Regions from separate parts of the Sorghum bicolor genome. Here region 2 is linked to region 1. The links are chromatin contacts, called in public HiCAR-type maps. All regions are on one chromosome and are shown on one strand. The core of a region is the stretch at or near the end of the contact, and the rest is flanking DNA. Distances in the headings are between cores, read along the strand shown.

Region 1 (2,551 bases), core at 38-2,537:
TGACCCTGGCGAACAGCGTGACGGCGCGGCGCACGCCGCGGTCGTCGGCGGACGTGAAGTAGTCGTGGCCGAACATGACGCCGCCGGGGCGGAGCACGGCCCACGCCAGGTTGATGTCCGCCCACGCCGAGTGGAAGTCGTGCCCGGCGTCCACCTCGATGAGGTCCGCGTACACGCCCCACTCGCACAGCGCGCGCAGCGCGGACGCCGTCGAGAAGGGCAGCGGCAGCACGCGCGGCCTGGTGACGGCGTCGTCGTCGTCGTCGTCGGCCGCGGCCGCCGCCACGACGTTGGACATGAACTGCGGCAGCAGCAGCGCGTCCCCGTGCCGCTGCGGGGGCACGTCGCGGCGGAACCGGTCCCGGAACGCCGGCCACCCGCGGAAGTCGTCGACGCAGAGGATGGCCGGGGACAGGGACAGGTTCCTGGACACGGCCGCCATGTGCAGCGCCGACGCGCCCAGGAACGCGCCCAGCTCCACGATCACCTCCGGCCGCACCGCCTCGATGAGCTCCTTGAACACGGCCCCCGTAGACCCCCACCCGCGCGGGCGCGCCGCCGCCGGGTGCAGCAGAGCCGCCGTGTGGTTTGGAGGGAACCCCGCGTAGGGGCTCTCGCCGTCGAAGAGCTTGTCGAGCAGAGTCCGCACGACGGCGTCGCTCGGCACCGGCTCCCCGCACTCCTCCTTGAACCGGAACAGGTCGTGCGGAGGCGACCGCGGCGGGTAGCTCGAGCTCGAGCTCGAGCTCGACACGGCCGCCGCGCCGGCGGTTCCGTTCGACGCCGCCGCCGGGGAGGCGTCGGTGAGGTGCGCGGCGTGCGGCCGTATGATCGTCGTCTGGGACGGTCTTGGGGACGGCCGGGTGGACGACGACAGGAGGCCCAGCGAGTAGCCCACGGCGAAGACGATCAGGAAGGAGGCGAGCCGCGCGAGGTGCGGCCGGAGCCTGGCCGGCGCGGCGGAAGCAGACGACGGCCCCGGCGCCGGTGGACGTGGCTTCATGGTCACGGACTCAGGGGTCACGCCACAAAGAGTCTCCTTTGTCTCCGTTTTGCGGCTGTCTTCTCGAGTCTTGACAGGCAGAGACACCTTACCTTATCGCTCTCCTTTATTCCTTGGTTTAGCTAGATTTTTATCCAAGGATTAGGCTTTTGGATTCTGCGTTATATTTATAGGTAGGGAGAGCTGTAGCTAGCACCGGTTGTTAGCTCGTTTAGTTTGATATATTCATATTCCCCCTCCTTGGTTGGAGCGAAGATAGTATTAAAAAAAAGAGGAAACCATCGTATAAAAAATATGATCTTTTTTTAGATTCCTAGAGAATAGAGACCTTTTTTCATGTTAAGAGATAAGATTGGAAAAGAGAAAAATTGAGATGTTGGTGAGGGGTGATTGTTCCGGTTGGTGCGTTTTGGGTGGCGAATCTGATGGCAGTTAGGAGCAGGACTTTGGAAGAAATAATAACAGGGGTTTAGGTATATCAGGAAGCACGGGGAATTCTCACGTGTGCAAAGTACTCCTACATGAAAAGCGAGCGTCAGAGGTATGTGATGCAGGCAAGATCTTCACATGTCAGTGCAGTGCGTGCGGCGTCGTCCCTGCCACGGACATGTGGAGCATGTTCCTCAACCACGCGACAGGGAATACTGTGTGATGCTTGCTCTGGCCTTCTGGGAGCTGTGTGTTCTGACTTTTGACCGAGTGAAGCTGGTCTCCACTCTCCAGTCTTGTGGACGGTAGTACCCAGCTAGCTACCCAACTCTGAACTCTGAAGTTTGGACATGAAAAATCGATGAAAACGATCAGCTGGTGCGGGTGTTCAGTCCAGGTCTCGTCTTTGAAATCGATCCGCGGTACATTTCCGACCAAGTCTCACCCCTCACACACAGGCCACCGTCCATATTCCCTTGAAGAGCCGGGCACACAAAATTACACTCGTGAGCACAGGCAGGCAAAACCTTCCAACACGCCTGTTTTCTAGACGGACAAAGAAAGTGTCCCATGGGTCGCGGCCGCAAGATTCGATGTGATGGAGAATCTTGTAAAGCTTTGGATTTTTAGGTGTATCTAAACAAGGCCTCAACCTGCCTTAGATTCTCAACAACCGCGACCGCGACCGCGACGCCACGGCCATTTCCAATCCACCGGCACGGCTCAAGCGCGGCCTCTAGCGGTCAAATCTGTCGCTTTCAGGTGCGATGAGCGACGCAGAAATCGTTGCAGGTGTTGACGATCCAGTCAGTACTCATCATGAGTAGTAGTCGCTGCTTCGGCTGGTGCAACGGAGCTGTCAGGTGAAGTTCGCGCGCGCACCTGCAAGCACGGCGAGCTAGAGTGGTCGGTCGCCCGTCTGGGCGGCCGATGGGCAGCGGATCAATGAAGCGGCCGGACCGCTGATTTGCCGGGGTTGGGTTGGGTCGTCTCGTCGGGTGCCTGGCGCTGGAAGAATCAGATCAGATGGACGCCCGCCTACCCGTTCTAGGTGGGTGTCACGATACCGATCACCACATCTCGAGTACAAGAATGAATTCGCCCGACCTCGCGGGAACG
Region 2 (2,551 bases), core at 21-2,520, 57 kb after region 1:
CTGCTAGCATATCTCCCTCAAATTTCCAGTCTTTATCTTTGTTTTTACGGCCTATGCAAGCTATAACATCTGCATAGTCTACCACACTGTCAGACTCTTCTGATCCTGTAGAGGATTCTTCAATCAGAACAGATGTACCAGACACTTGCGGTTCGTCGCAGGATTCTTCAGCAGATTCAAAAGCATTTTCTGAAGAATCCTCATCATTTATGAAATCCTCCATATCATCATCCTCTTCTATATCATCTTCACTCCCTTCACATTCCTTGGGTTCAACAAAGTTGAGAACCCGGCGTGTAGCTCGTCCCCCTTTAGACTGATTTTTAACCAACCGAGCCGAGCGTCTTGTTGGGGGAGTAGAACACCCTTTTACTTCACCTAATTCATCGTCCTCGTCGTCATCATGGTTGGCCATCTCTTTCCTCATCTTCTTCAGCACCTGACAAATGGGAATCATATCATCCTCATCCTCCCCACTCTCAATCTGCGCCGGTGAAGCAGCCTTCGAAGTAACCACATCAACACCCTCAGTGGCATCCTCATCGTCACTGTCACAGATTCCGCAAAATCGACGCTTCTTGCTGGGCTTACCACCTTCCCCCGGATCATCAACACCATGCTTACCGTCATTTGCATCCTCATCCTCGCTATCACTGGTGACCAGCCGCGCCGCCGCACGCTTCCTACCCCGTGGCGACACCAAGACATCGTCGTCCTCCAAACCCACACCCACACTGTTTCCCCTGCTGCTTCCACCGCCTCCCTCTGCGACGTCTTCATCCTCGCTCTCTCCGGCCACCGCCCGCACCGCGCGCTTCCGAGGAGTCGGGTCGGCAACGACGCCCTCCTCCTCCGGGCTTCTCCCCTTGCTGCTGGCATCAACAGTAACCCTAACCCCCTCTTCTTCGTCGTCACTGACCTCAATTACATCGCACGCCACACTCCCGCCCGGCTTCTCGGCTGACTCGCGCTTGCTCCCGCGTAGAAGAAACCCCGCCAACCGGCCAGATTTCGGATCCTCGTCGCCTGCAGCAAGACACGCCAGCGCCTTTCTCCATCGCGCGTTCTCGGCTTCGAGGAACGAGACCCTGGCCTCCAGTTCCGCGACGCGAGAGGACTTGGCGGCGAGCTCGGCATCGAGGGCCCGGAACTTCGCTGCGACCCCCGCGGCGTCCATCGCCGGCGGCGCAGAACCGTTGGGGTTTGGGGGGGAGCGAAACGGACGGTGTCGGCTGAACGCTCTCGAGTCTCGATAGCGACAAAGTTTTTCTCGCCTTTGGGGTTAACAAGAAGGGCAGCGAGTTGGGCCTGGAGGAACAGGCCCGTCTTTTTGCTGGGCTGGACGAACGCCTCCACCATGATCCATTGTGGGTTCGCGGCTGCACAATATATGGATCAAGTTGTTTTATTTGGTTTTGGATTGGAGATAGGTTTGGAGTTCTTGATAGAATTTCATACAAAACCTGACCATGTACCTATATATTTTAGTTGTCCAGATCATGTACGTGTCTTTATATTCGATAGAAATTCCATTTGTTAATGTATTTGATTTGAGTTGTACAGACCATGTATGTATCAATACAGATGGAGGGCACCCACCTGGTTTGGATATATATGAGAAACGTAGGACACGATCTAATACGTATTGTAATCGGACTCTTCTATATTGATCATTGCTAGACGCGATATATTAATCTCCTATGAGCATGGGTCATATAAGTCTTGGTAGAAGAAACTCTGCATTATGTCCGGTTTAGTTAGGGGACCATGGACAAAAAGAATAGCCTGAAATTTTGCCTAGATATAGATATAGAATGCCCAGCTCACAATGGTATTATGAAACTCTCCCGACAGTAATGCTGTTCTCAATCTGACGGATCGCCAATATCCATGTCTCTTGGAGTCTTGGGCCATTTTTCCATGCCTCCATCATGGTCATGGGTAGTTCTTCGTTTGCGAGTGTGAAGTTGCAGCACCCCAAACATTCGATCACAATGCGATGGCACCTGACAGGAAAATGTTTCATGCGCGTGCATGACGCGCTCAGATAGGCATAACGCAACAGGATCTCGATATAAGAGACCTCAGCAAGAAGTGCCATCATACGGACATGTAGCTATCTATGTATACTGTTATTACCAAACATGTGCAAGAGAAACAAACATGTGCCAACATACAGCAACAAGAGGTTGCATGTGCAGGTGCCTTCAGTTAACTGCTTGAAGTAGAGAGAAGTGATCTGGGGGTCGATGTTTAGTGTGGCGGGGGATTTAGGTTGATAGGAGAAGATGGAACCAGTTACTATGAAAAAGGCGAGCTGAGTGCTTATCATATTAGGTATTTCTTCTAGACATTACCCTCCCAAAGGCACTCAACAGAGGGACTACCGTCACTGCGATTCTTTGTTGATGGCGCATGCAGTAAGAGGTCCCGGAGATGAGCTGGTGGATGGAGGCCCATGGCTGAGGCTCGCTCCCAGCGCTGAAGCCGAGTAACACCAATGCATGGGCCAAATTTCATGTCCATGTCAAACTGACGCAGCTGCTCTTCT

Evidence for each region. HiCAR-type assays count read pairs that join an accessible place to other places.
Region 2: a contact with region 1 is called in a HiCAR-type map of leaf, with 5 times the contacts expected there. The contact joins the promoter of LOC8054859 here to the promoter of LOC8059017 in region 1. A contact is called at or near these places in 2 of 4 Hi-C or Micro-C datasets (leaf and leaf mesophyll) and 1 of 1 datasets of contacts at active chromatin or transcription factors (leaf).

Annotation. Positions count from the first base shown.
Region 1 is chr2:65,119,007-65,121,557 of Sorghum_bicolor_NCBIv3, forward strand. LOC8059017 reads right to left here and starts at 1,288. Exons shown (of 2, transcript XM_021452487.1): 1 at 1-1,288. The coding sequence starts at 1,003.
Region 2 is chr2:65,176,019-65,178,569 of Sorghum_bicolor_NCBIv3, forward strand. It overlaps LOC8054859 (nucleolin), which reads right to left and starts at 1,271. Exons shown (of 2, transcript XM_002462636.2): 1 at 1-1,271. The coding sequence starts at 1,177. It overlaps LOC8054860 (DNA polymerase delta subunit 4), which reads right to left. Exons shown (of 3, transcript XM_002462637.2): 3 at 2,088-2,551. The coding sequence ends at 2,347.